Regions from separate parts of the Sus scrofa genome. Here regions 1 and 3 are each linked to region 2. A link is a contact called in public HiChIP or PLAC-seq data. All regions are on one chromosome and are shown on one strand. The core of a region is the stretch at or near the end of the contact, and the rest is flanking DNA. Distances in the headings are between cores, read along the strand shown. Region 1 holds the start of TSEN2 (tRNA-splicing endonuclease subunit Sen2). Region 2 overlaps SYN2 (synapsin-2). Region 3 has its middle 43 kb from the start of TSEN2.

Region 1 (4,255 bases), core at 308-2,807, 310 kb after region 2:
CTGCTGAAGTTCTCCCTTTTCTTCAAGGCTCTACTGCTGAAGTTTTTTGTGTTTTGTTGTTGTTGGGTTTTTTGGTTTGTTTGTTTTCTTTTGTTTTTTGTCTTTTTAGGGCCAAACCTGCAGCATATGGAAATTCCCAGGCTAGGGGTCCAATCAGAGCTGTAGCCACCGGCCTACACCACAGCCACAGCAACACGGGATCAGAGCCACATCAGCAACTTACACCACAGCTCATGGCAGTGCCAGATCCTTAACTCACTGAGCAAGGCCAAGGATCAAACCCGAGTCCTTACAGATACTAGTCGGGTTCATTACCACTGAAGCAGGACAGGAACTCCTGCTGAAGCTAATTCTGATTTTGATTTCTCTGAAGTCTGAACTCCTTTAGGGAGCAGTTAAGGTTCCTACAGGCTGACCAGCCACAGAATACCACATCTTGAGCTCTTCCTACCAGGAGCTCACAGTCCAGTTAAGGAGGACCAGGGAACGGGGACAACACAGAGTTCCCCCAACTATCATGAGAACACAGGGGACAGTCACCCAAGCCAGCATGGGGAGGCAAGAGGAGGTCTCCTGAGGAAAAGGTATCTGAGTTGAGACTTGTAGGGTGACCAGGAATCACTGCTGCAGACAGAGGAGAAAGATGTTCCAGGAAGTGGCAACAGTGTGTGGGAAGCCCTGGAGACCAGAGAAAGCTGGGAAAAGTCCAGATTTCAAGGCCTGTCACACCTAGCCCCTTAAATCTCTCTGGCATTATTTGCCATCCTTCCCTGTCACCTACCCGCCTTGCACTCATGGTTTGTGTGCTGGGGACCCTGGGATTCATATGTGGAAAGGTATATATTGGACTCCCTACCAAGCCTCCTGGTCAGGAGAATCTTTTACTCTTCCCAAGGCACTGTCGTTTTGCTCATCCCTCATAATCCTGACGACCCTTTTTTTCAGTAGAGGAAATTGTGGCTCAGAAAGATTAAGTCACTCATTGGAGACCACACAGCTGGTGACAGGGTGAGGAGGTGGGGGGCGGGGTAGGGCTGCAAATACTGGTCTAACTGCCGGCCTATTGTGCCCACAGTGGCTTTGAGTCAGGTGTCTGCGAGAGGGCACTTTCTTACAGGTTTCCCTGCGTGCTGCACTTAAAAGCATGGAGAAAGCTGAAGTCTGCAGGCTGAGTTCAGAGGAATTGCTTACCAGGGCTGGGGTCATTTCAAGTCCGGTCGTCTCAAGCATCCCATCGCCCCGCGGCTGAGAACCGACATCTGAAGACCTGGGTTCCATTTTTGTCATATTTCTCTAACTCCAATACCTCCCAGTTATGTGTATATGGACATGTAACTTCGATCTCATCTGTTAAAACAGATCTTGCGGGACTATTGTGGGGATGAGAACAGCATGTATATACTGAGGCTGTCAGTACAATCACGGTGTGTGCAGGAAAGAGGACATGCGGTGAAGGGCATGCGGTACACACAAAGCACCCGCCTTAAGGCTCTGCGCAGGTGCGCTCTACAAAGACCCGGTGAGTCCTCCCCCGTGCTCTGCGGCTGCGCAGCTGTCCCGCTTTGCGGCCGCACTGCTTGACGGCAGTGGTGTCCGACCGCCAGCTGGCGTTACCGGGGTAACGGCGATCGCATGTGGCCCAGGAAGGTAAGGCGCGGGACTGGGAGCCGCTGGTGTCCCGGGAAGCTGAGCTGCATACTGAGGGATCCGCCTTGGGGAGAGACGTCCTGTTTTCCGAAAACCCCCAGGGCGAAAGCGGAAACGGCCCAGAGACGTTCCTCCGGTCGCACAGCCGCACCAGACGGCCGGGCTGAGGGGCCAGCCTTCCTACTTCAACCGGAATTAGCCCTTTTCCTCCTTCTTCTTGTACCTGTAGCCCTGTTTTTTGTGTTCTTTCTGGGAGCTCTGACTCCACGTCCTGTGCTGGGGGCGTCGGACTTCGATACTGGCTCTGCCCGAGAGGAGCCTTAGCCGCTGGGAAGGAAACCAGCAAAGGAATACGTTGTAACAGCGAGTCACGGACTTACCACTTTGGTCATTAGCTGCAGTTGCAGCTTGCATTTGGCTAGCACTTTACACGTAGTAGGTCCAGTACCAGGTTCCTTTGCACAGTCACCCGTTTCATCCTCACAACAGCCTTCCCAGGTCTGCTGTTTGTTTACCTGTCTTAGTCTCGTGTTCTAACTTGAAAGCTTCCCAGAAGCAGGCTTGTTTGCCTTGCCCCTTTAATCCTTGCCTCTCCTAGCCTAGGAGGTACTTATTTGGAGGTTTTTTAATTGGGAGACTTTGAACTTTGCTGGGTGGGAGGTTTTAACCAGGCTGGTTTAGCAAAGTCGGCCCAGAGGGTTGGAAAAATTAAATGAAGCTACTCCCCCACTCGTTTTATTTTGTTTTGTTTGGAATAAACGTATACTGAACACCTAAAAGGTGTTAGCTTGTCTGCTCAAGGGAAGATTAGGAACAAGCATTGCTTTTGATAGAAAAGTAAATATACTTAACGGTATGGACGCCTGGAGTCAGTATGCCCAGGTTTGGGAAAGGAAAAGTAACAGCCCTTTACAGGTACATAGCACTCAGCCCTTCTGAGTTCCTTTCCTCACCTTCACAATGGGGATGGTTGTTGGGATTGAGTTTGAATAGGCCATCCTATCACCAGAGGTTGCCAACTTTAGCTCCATGTTGAAATCACCTGGGTCCTACCCCAGATTTTCTGATGTAGTTGCAGCTAAGTCCTGGAGTTTCAAAATTTCCCCATGTGATTCAAAGGCAGCCAAGCTTGAGAGCTGCAGTTAATTTTCAGACCCCAGGTTAATTTTCTTAATCTTTGCTGTTTTCATTCCCTGCTGAAAAACTTGCACTGGGCCCAAGCCTTCACATCCCACCTGACCACTGGCCCAGTCTTTCCTAAACATTTGTATGTGCTTCAGTCATGGGTCCTTTTGTTAGTCTATCTTACCATGCCCTGTGTCCCTGCCGTCCTGGCCTTTCATGTTATAGCTGTGGGCAAATGACCTGCCCCCTCTGTTTCCTAGTCTGTGAAGTAAGGATGGTAGTACCCATGTATGTGGCGTGTGGCTGGCATGTGGTACAGTCAGCATGTTGTACCTTTTGGTGATGGTGAGCTCCTATCATTGTGTTAAATCTCCCATTAGGCTGTTCTCCTATCATGGTGCTGAAGAAACCTTTCAAAATGTGGAGACTAGCAAACTCAAACCTTTCTCCTTTGCTTTGCCTTCCAAGTTCTGCACAAGACATCTCTTCCATGAAACTATGAAACTAGAGATCTTCTGGTTTGTCTTACTGATATTTTTCAGCATTATTGAGAGATGATTCATGTATCATAAAATTCACCCCTGTAAAATGTGCAGTTTAGCAGTTTCAGTATATCAGAGTTATGCATCATCACCATCCCTGCAATCTAATTTTAAAGCGTTTTCATCATATTCAGGATAAACCCCATACCTGTTGGCAGTCACTCCCCATACCTCCCTTGCCCCAGCACCTGGCAGTCACTAATCGACTTTATGTCTCTTTGGATTTGCCTGTTCTGGGCATTTCATATTAATGGTCTTATACAATGTGTGGTCCTTTGTGACTGGCTTTTCTCAAGGTAATGCTCTCTAGGTTCATGAAGCAGGCGTCAGGGCTTCATTCCTTTGTTAATTGCTGATAATATCCCATTATGTGGATACAGCACATTTTGTTGATCCATTCATCTATTGATAGTCTTTGGGGTTGTTTCTACTTTTTGACTGTTATAAACAATATTGCTGTAAACATTCATGTACAAATTTTTGTTTGAGCATGATTTCTTTTTTCTCTAGGAGTGGAATTGCTGGATCATATGATTATTCAGTGTTTAACATTTGAGTGACTTCCAGACTGTTTTCTAGTCCTGTTCAATTTGAAGGTAATGAAACTGGGTTCAGGGAGCCTACGAGGGTTGTTAAGGTCACGTGGTCATGATAGCAGCTTTGCATATATGGAAGGCCTACTACAGCCAAATTCTTGATGTGTGTGTTGTCCCATGTACAGAGCTGACACTAGATCCCAGCTTTTGAGGTTTTGTGAAAAACAAGGCATCTTCTGTGGCAGAAACCTTCTATCACACAGACTGGGGTTGGAGTACAGAGTTCCTGCCTTCAGTGTCATTACTGGTTCTTACCTTTTTTTTTTTTTTTTTTTTTTTTTTTTGTAGTAGCAGCCATCTGAAAGGGAAAATCCTAAACAAGCTAGGCAGATTAAAACAGCTTTT
Region 2 (4,796 bases), core at 410-2,909:
CATGCAGCTTGCTTTTTATCTTAGAAATAATTTAGTTACAGCGAATTTGATTTAACTACTTAATCACTGAATTAATAACATCAAGGACCAGCATGTTGCCTTTATCCAGAAAAGTGGTCACTTCTTCCTATTCTTTTTTTTCTTATTCCTAAACCAGTTACCCATAACAGACATTTCTCGGTGTACTAAAAGAAAGTTTTATGCTTCATGAATTAGATTTGAGTTAAGAACCCTTTTACCAATGTAAGGCCTACCTATATTAGGTCTCATTTTTGTCTTTGTTCCAGAACATCTGTAGGGGATGTCTTTGTATCACTCAATTAAAGCCATTTTTTTTTCTTTTTTATTTTAGGGCCATGCCCGAGGCATATGGAGATTCCCAGGCTAGGGGTCGAATCAGAGCTGTAGCTGCTGACCTACGCCATAGCCACAGCAATGCGGGATCCGAGCCGCATCTGCCACCTACACCACAGCTCAGGGCAATGCTGAATCCTTAACCCACTGAGCAAGGCCAGGGATCTAAGCTGCATCCTCATGGATGCTAGTCAGATTCGTTAACCATTGAGCCACTATGGGAACTCCTAAAGCCTATTTTTAATATCACTATCATTTCCCAGTTATCTTCAAAGTTTCTAGGCCTAACCAATCAAATGATCAATTGAGTTGCCTGATGGGTGTTATGCAGTAGCTACTGGTTTGCCATGTACTAGTAAACAGCAGTCCTTTAGTCTAGTTACAGCACCAGCTTCCCAAATGCTCTTGATTCCTGGTTGGCTCCCTCTACTCATTTCTATGTCCCAGACAAAGTGGTCTCTCAGATCTTAGGCACATCCGATTATGTCACCTTTCCACGTAAAATCTTTGACAATGTTTTGGGAAACAGTTGGGAAAATTTGATTATCAACTCAGTAAAGATACTTTAAATTATTATTAATTATTAAATAATAATAATTATTAAAGACTCATCACCCTAGGATAGGCAATCCATAAAGAGAAGTAAATTACATTCTTCCTCTCTGTCTCTCTCTCCCTTTCCATCCCTGACCCTGACCCAGCCTGTCTGTGCCTGTATTTTCCCCGCACCTATCTTCTCACTCTTCTCTCTTTAAATAAACACTTAATTGCCTCCCCCCCCCAAAAAAAAGAGGGAGAAAGAGAGAGAAGTTAATTAGAAGTTACAGGGGCTAGGGGAAGGGAGGAATAGGTAGTTATTGCCTAATGGTTACATAGTTTCTGTTTTAGATAATGAAAAAGTTTTGGAAATAGTGTTGCTGGTTGCACAACATTGTGAATGTACTGAATGCCACTGAGTTTACACTTGAAAATAGTTTAAATGGCAAATTTTGTTATATATTTGGCCACAATAAAAAAAATTTTAAGCCATTGTAAGTTAGAGATATTACTTAAAATTTTACAAGAGAAATGACATGATATTTGGGATTTTCTTTAGCACACCCAATAGTCTCAACAACAGTGAGAATAATAAATGAAAAACATTTGCAAAATGTTGAAAACTATTGAGGATGTATTTTTTTCATAATAAAAGATTAAAAAAAGGTCTTTTGGAAGCTGTTATGTCCCACCTACTCAGCCTGACATTTGATATTCTTTGACAGTCTGTCCCTTCCCTTTCTCCGCTGCCTCAGCTCTGGCTTCTCAGTCTGTGTGACCTACTCCCAAGGCAGCTGGGCTGTGCAGTGCTCAGTGCTCAGTGCTCAGGCAGCCTCTGTGCCTTGGCACTGGCCTTTCAATTCTGCTTTCTCCTTCTTCTGTGGCAAAGTCCCCCTCATTCTTTAAGACTCAGGTCTGTCTCTGGAGCCTTCCTGGACTTCTCCAGGCAGAGATTTCCCTTTTTTGGGTTCCTACAGTGTAGTGTCCACACTCCTAATGCATCTTATGCCTTATGTTCTGGGATTTTATTTATGTTTCTGCTCCCTGCTAACTTGTAACATTCATGAAGGCAGAGGAAACTTAGTTTGCACTTTAAATCTTTCTGAGCTCTATGAAATTTTGTTGCTATTATTTTAGTTGTGGGCATTAAATACTTTTTAAAGGAGAATATTGAGAGGTAGGACTGTGAATACTAGTTATAAATATCGAGTTAAAAAGGACCTTAGCAAATTACCCATAAGCATATTGGTCTCCTTTTCTGGACGTGTTTTCTCTGCTTGGCAACTACTACGTTTCCAGCATCTTCCACTGGGTATTTAGTAAATTATTGCTGAATTTACAGACAAATCACAGCCTTTCTTTCTACAGTTGGAAAAAAAGCCAACAATCTAGATTTGGGTGTGGGGACACACACTTTTTAGAAGCAATAGTTAATTTTCAGGCTTGGTTTGTCAGAGCAGCAAATAAGTACCTGGAGAGAATCACCCGTGCAGCGAAGTCGGCTCCATGGGTGAGCGAGCTGGGGCTACAGCCTGTCTGCAGCACACATCTTGCCAGGGGGTGGCGCCAGGCGCTCACAAACTCTCCCCAAGACTGGCAGGCCTGATTTTACCCTTTGAGTGCAGGGTGGGAAATAGGAATCCTCTACTATTTCTAGCTTCTTTTCTAACTTCTTGATGCCTACAGATGCTTGGCTGAAAGAATAGGAGTTATAGGCAATAATATCTAGAAACTAGGGAACCTTGTTAGAGATAAATGTCCAGACCAGTGCTAGGTATTTACTGGGAACACTGTTGGTGCTTTTATCTTCTAGCTTGAGGTTCTGATTCTTGTGCAAGCCTCAGGCACCCAGGGAAGATCTACACTCTGTGCTGTTTATAGGTCTTTTAGTTTGGATATAGATTGAGAACAGATTTTCATGTGGGGAAGAAGAGAAAAAAAAAAAAAAAAAACCATGACACCCTGGGCCATGCACATGCAAGAAGGAAGAAGACGGCTCAGTCCTGAGGGCAGCCTCTTCTGATTTTCTACATGTGTTCAGCCACAACCATCACTCCTAACATTTCCAGTCAATAAGCAAAGCCTGATTGTGAATAAGTACACAGTTTGAGGAACGGTTGGAAATTTATAGATTTGATGATCATATTTGTACAGTCCTTAGACCATATAATATGACAACAGGACATAATATTTAAAATCAAAAATGTTGGAAAATCCAGGACTCTCATATGGGTGGTTCTTGCTCCGAAGTATTGTTACATAATCCATTGGTCTGAGGCTAGGGTGGGGGAAGGGTATCACAGATTTTTTTTTTAGACAACTGAGTTTGTAAGGTGGTATCAGATGGTGATGCTATGAGCCAAATATTATGAGTAGACAAAAAATGGGATGAATGTTCAGAAGAGGAAGAAGCCACGCTGGCTGTGGTAATAGTAAAACAACGGTAATACCTGGTGTATAAATGTTTATTGCATTTTGCCAATAGTACTTCACATTTGCATAACATTTCAGAGTTTCCAATACACTTTCCTATCATTTGTTCTCATATGCCTTCATTAAGTCTTCACAACAACTTGAGAGTCAAGTATTATTAAATGAGATAAAATATATAAAATACTTAGGACAATGGTTAGTATGTAATGAATGTTTGCTATTATTATTAAAATCATTATTAGACATATTTTTTATATGAGAAAACTGAGGCTTAGAGAGGCTGTTACTTGCCCAAAGTCACGTAGCTGAGAAATGGTCAAACTAGGCCTGAACTCAGCTACCCTGGCTATTTCTAGACTTTTCTGCCTTTTCCGAAGCATGAAGAGGGAGTGTTTAAGCTGTGCTTACCAATATGGGCCAAGTTTTGAGGCAACCTTAGCAGAAAAATCTCTGATGAAGTCTCCTCAGCTTCATGAGCCCTAGTTGACTGGTGGATGGGAATTGCTGTGGGTAGTCTGTGCCTTGAGTCAGAAGAGTTAAATACAGAAGCCTCTACTCATTTTAGCAGTAAGGGGAGATGGTTCATTGCCTGGTGGATCAAGGAAGCTGCAAGCCATTAAACTCACATAGATCCTCAGCTGCTAGTCTTGTTAAGAAAATGTTACAATAGGGGGAAATTGACAACACAGGCACCATAGATATTTTTAGTCTGGGCTTCAAGGATGTACATCTTGGGATCTGTTTAGCTGTGAATTGGATTGATTTGACAAGATTGGCAGTCTCAAAGTCCTTACTAAGCACCTTCTCTGTGCCCAGCCTATGCAGGGGACTATGGGGGAGGTGGGGGTAACCAAGGGAAGTGAAGTAACTTTCTCAAGCTTTCAAACACTGGAAAATGATATAATCATTTTCTTGGATGGGGGGCAGTGTGCCAATATCAGTAAAAGCTATGTCTCTTCCTTGCACCAGCAATTTTGTAATAAACTATTTATCCTTCTGATGTACAATTTGGTATCTATAGTTGATAATACTGTATTGAAGAGTTCCCGTCGTGGCGCAGTGGTTAACAAATCTGATTAGGAACCATGAGGTTGTGGGTTCGGTCCCTAGCCTTGCTCAGTGGGTTAAGGATCTGGCGTTGCCATGAGCTATGGTATAGGTTGCAGACGTGGCTTGTATCCAACGTTGCTGTGGCTCTGGGAACCTCCATATGCCATAGGAATGGCCCTAGCAAAGGCAAAAGGACAAAAAAAAAAAAAAATACTGTATTGAATGCTTGAAATTTGTTAAGAGAGTAACATATACACACACACAAGGTACTAATGTGAGGCGATGGGTATGTTTATTAATCTGATTGTGGTTATGCTATTTCACAAAATATACATATATCATCATGGTGTACACTTTAAATATTTTAATTTTATTTGTCAATTATACTTTAGTAAAGTTGGAAAAAATAATTTATCTTATGG
Region 3 (4,135 bases), core at 153-2,652, 270 kb after region 2:
AGAGTTTATCTTCCGGGGATGTTGAGAGAGCAAGAGGGTGCAGGCAGTGGACAAGGTGAGGATCCCACCTCTGAGGAGATCCCTTGTTTACAAGAGGGCTGGAACAAAGAACCTTTCAGCACGCTGCAGCCAGTCCAAACCTTCTTCATGTTCTGGGAGCTGTCGTTGCCAGCGCAGGGAGGAAGGGAGCCGCTCTCAGCTCTTTGGCACTGATGGTTAGCATTAAACAGCTTTTAAATCCTGGCAGCTTTCACATTCCCATCTCCCCGACTTTTTCCCTGTGGTTTGGACGATCATTCGCTAAATATTTTACGACACATCATGTGCAGCCTCCAGAGCTCCCGCTCCGTTCTCTGGACTCTCTTTCCCCCTGGATGATTCACCAGTTAATCAACAAATGTATCACCAGGTATTCATAGCACTTTCTCCGGACACAAACACACTTAGGGATTTGTGTTAACAAAAATAGGAAGAAAAGTAACTGTGGTCAAGAGCCAAACAAAAAAGGGAGGGGGGTTTCCAAGGCTCCCACGAGGGTCCTGCCCCCAGCGCCTCCCTTAAAGACAACCCAACTCCTCTCCCATCTCCCTGCTGTCCATGGGGCGCAGGAACAGCAGCGCGCCCAGAGAAGAAAGCATATCTGCACACTCTTTCTCTAGATACAAGCAGAAATGGGGGACCTGAGTTAAGAGCTTCTTTTTAAAATGTGAGTGAGGGAGCTCCCACTGTGGCACAATGGGATCAGTGGCATCTTGGGAGCACTGGGTTGCAGGTTCAATCCCTGGCCCTGCACAGTGGGTTAAGGATCCAGTATTGCTGCAGCTGTGGCTTAGGTGGCAACTGCGGCTCAGATCTGATCCCTGATCCGGGAGCTCCATATGCCTCGGGATGGCCAAAAAAGGAAAAAAATGGTGAGGACCAAGAGGACAGGGGCTCTTGGGTAAGAACTCCGGTTGAGAAGCGTGGCTGCTGCCTCCATGCAGAGGCTTCCTCACAAGCTGCAGGGGAGAAACCAGGGGTTGGCGACACCAGCTCTGCCAAGGGCAGCAGGACAGCTGTGTAGGTTCACTTAGTGGTTCCTGGATTCCAGCAACTTTTGCTCGGCTCCCTCGAGGCTACCAGGCAAATCCTTCCTGTGAGCAGGCCTCGACTTGCTCCGTGTCTCCTGCGGTTGGTGCTGAGAAAGTGGGGCAGGAGTGAGAGGGGTTGGAGATTGGTCCCCAGATATCTGTTCCCTTGGAAAAAGTCAGGTTCCTGAAGTGAGTCCTGACCCTGGCCCTGAAAATGTAGGCTCCCTGACTCTTTAGGAGAGATGGCTTCCGAGCTCAGACCCCTGGAACCACAGACACAGTCAAGGGGAGCTGGGCAGGGGGTGGGGCCTCCTTGAGAAAGCTGATTTCAGTTCTCAGTCCTGAGTAAAGGAACCAGAGTTCAGGAGGAGGGCACCCATGCTTCCTCCTTCCCCAATTCCTGCAGACTTTGCTGGAAGAGTTTGGGTTCTGAGACAAAGGGACCACGGTGCCTGCTGCACTAAGGAGCCACCTTCCTAGCCTCCACACCCCTCCACATGCTGGCTGTGGGTCCCTGACTCCTGGCTGTCTCTGTTACATAATTATCACTGTCACTCTCTGTCTAGCCCCAGCCTTCACCCTGTGATTGTACAAAGGAAGCCCTCCATTTAATGCTTATTGGAAGAAAGTAAAATAGCCGGACCTTAGGAGTAAAAGACATCAAATCCCACCTCATTCATCAACTGTGTGCCTCCATGGGAAGGTGGGTGTGACTAGGCCCTGTCCTCGAGGGGGCCACAGTGTGCTGATGAGAGCAGATGCATTGTCATGACTCAGCCAGTGAGCTGCTTAGAGATGTGCAACAGGGTCCTTGGAGGAGGCACAGAGGTGTGACAGTGCAGAACTTGCTCAGAAACCAGCGAGAGGTTAAGGATGGCTGCCCTGGCAAGGGGATGCAATGGGAGTGTGGCCAAGTCAGGGTGGGGTTGGGACAGCCTCACTCACCCCACTGGGTTGCTGCCTGGGACCATATTCATCGGCGATAGGGATCCAGTGGAGGTTGTCAGACAGAAGAGGGACATGACCAAATTTGCATTTTGGAAAACCCCTCTTAGAGTCACATCCCCTCTCCAGTGCTTCCAATGGCCAAATGACCGTGGAACAGCTGCCTGCAGGCACGGGAAGCTCTCCCTTTCCAAACCCCCAGGTTGATCTCCATCTCATCCGCCCAGCTCTGCCCCTGGGGTCACACATACCACACGCTCTTCCTGCGCCCAGAGGTTCTGACTCACCGAGTTCCCGGGGTCAGGTGACAAGCTTTTGGGCAGCTAAAGGACCCTGCCACGCTCCCCATCACTGTCCATGCCCTCCCAGTCCTAGGTGCCAGGGCCTCACATCCCCCTCACCACAGAGTCCCTCTGCCTCAATGGCAAGGTCATTTCCACCCCATGTGTCAGCACCTACACATCCGCACCCATTTGTATTTGTCATGAAATTCTAGAAAATTAGGGTTCAAAGGAACCGACCAACTCAAACAGCAGATGAAACCCTAAGGATCAAAGAAGTTAAGCAAAGAGTTCCCGTTGTGGCTCAGCTGTAACAAACTCAACTAGTATCTCTGGGGACATGGGTTTGACCCCTGGCCTTGCTCAGTGCGATAAGGATCCGGCCTTGCCGAGAGCTGGGGTGTAGGTCGCAGACACGGCTGGGATCCCACGGTGCTGTGGCTGTGGTGTAGGCTGGCAGTTGCAGCTCCGATCCAACTCTAGCCTGGAACTTCCATATGCCAAAGGTGCGGTCCTAAAAAGACCAAAAAAAAAAAAAAAGAAGAAGAAGAAGAAGTTAAGCAAGATGCCCAAGGTCCTAGGAGTCTAGGATTAATTTACTCCAAGGTGTTAAATTACACATGTACTCTTAGCAACACTGACAGCGCCATGAGGGGATGGCAGTTTGATAAGAGAATCTCAAACAGACCAACAGGATGATAGTGTGAGTATCTGCATTGGGAAGCAAAGAAAAATGATATAACCAAGTCCTGAGAGTGATTATGGTGACAATCCAAAGATTCTTATATAAGTCACCTGGGACTGTTGGGCACTTGGAAGTGCAGATATTAAGAGAGGCAACAGCCTCATGTGGACTTTAGAGTTAGGTTGATTTGGGTTAAAACTCTAACTCCACTGCCCACTGGCTCCATAACCACATGGCTTTTGGTCAGTCTTTTAACTTCTTTAGACCTTAATTATTCTCCTATGTAAAATGGGATAATAATACCCATTTTATAGGGTTATCATGAGGATTAAATGTAATAATGGTTGTAAAACACTTCACATAGTTTCCTGGCACATCTCAACCAGTCAGTCCGTGTTGGCTACAGATAACATTGCCGTTGTGATTATTAAAGGGCCCTTCATTTTAGACATCATCCTGGGTCCACAGAACAGGCTCTTCTTATTCATGTATTCTGGGCCTTACTTGAATATCCTCTAGATTCAAAGCCAGGTAAAGAGATTGGATTTCATCCTTTGACAGTACAGTAAAAATCTGTCCTCTCACAAGCATTCTGCCCCTCAGTTGATAAGTCCTAGGAGAAAATAATTATTTGAAAGACAACTGCTAAGTTCTGATTTAGAACAAATGCCGGGATGAGGTTAGGAAAACATTTTCTCCAAAAGTAGTGGGACTTTTCTCTTGTGACTTAGGCTCCTAATTTTAGACTAATATTACATAGTTTGCATTTCCAGAGGGGTTATAAAGAATAAGAAAATTGCTAATTTGGGTCTGTAGGGAGTGGGTTAGGATATTTCCATCCTCTCTGGAGTTTTGTAAATATGTTCCAGGCCAAAAGTTCCCAGGAGAAGGTCATTCCTGAGATCTGTTTAGTGCCATGGGCTGGGCTCCAGGAGGATCCAAGTGGCTTTCTGCTAGTGTTGAAAAACTGTGGTCCTCTGGCTCCTCGTCCACAATCCTGGAAGCCAGGAGGTGGGTATGAGTATCTACTGTCCATTTGAGGTTCTGTTCTGCCATGTTCTAGGTGTGTAGCCTTGGGCAAGTCACTTTCCTCTCTGGAGACATAGTAAATGGCCTAGAGAAGGCCCTCAACAAACAGCATGCAATACATTCAT

What was found. HiChIP or PLAC-seq counts read pairs in DNA pulled down with a chosen protein or histone mark.
Region 1: an H3K27ac HiChIP or PLAC-seq map of alveolar macrophages shows a contact between it and region 2. The contact joins the promoter of TSEN2 here to the enhancer-like site in region 2. A contact is called at or near these places in 2 of 5 promoter capture datasets (fetal skeletal muscle and liver), 22 of 47 Hi-C or Micro-C datasets (adipose tissue, alveolar macrophages, brain and 13 more) and 2 of 2 datasets of contacts at active chromatin or transcription factors (alveolar macrophages and skeletal muscle).
Region 3: an H3K27ac HiChIP or PLAC-seq map of alveolar macrophages shows a contact between it and region 2. The contact joins two enhancer-like sites. A contact is called at or near these places in 1 of 47 Hi-C or Micro-C datasets (embryonic fibroblasts) and 2 of 2 datasets of contacts at active chromatin or transcription factors (alveolar macrophages and skeletal muscle).

Annotation. Positions count from the first base shown.
Region 1 is chr13:68,479,185-68,483,439 of Sscrofa11.1, forward strand. TSEN2 (tRNA-splicing endonuclease subunit Sen2) reads left to right here and starts at 1,558. Exons shown (of 13, transcript XM_003132372.6): 1 at 1,558-1,647; 2 at 3,825-3,910.
Region 2 is chr13:68,164,497-68,169,292 of Sscrofa11.1, forward strand. The region is part of intron 2 of SYN2 (synapsin-2); the gene reads left to right. Among named protein-coding and RNA genes, the nearest start is that of TIMP4, 24 kb to the right of the region's middle. Within about 2 kb of position 1,660, at least 5 of the 83 cell types and tissues checked have an H3K27ac peak or open chromatin away from gene starts, as enhancers often do. A contact at or near this core is called in adipose tissue, alveolar macrophages and retroperitoneal adipose tissue, where this site is marked.
Region 3 is chr13:68,435,444-68,439,578 of Sscrofa11.1, forward strand. No RefSeq gene overlaps it. Among named protein-coding and RNA genes, the nearest start is that of TSEN2, 43 kb to the right of the region's middle. Within about 2 kb of position 1,403, at least 11 of the 83 cell types and tissues checked have an H3K27ac peak or open chromatin away from gene starts, as enhancers often do. A contact at or near this core is called in alveolar macrophages, where this site is marked.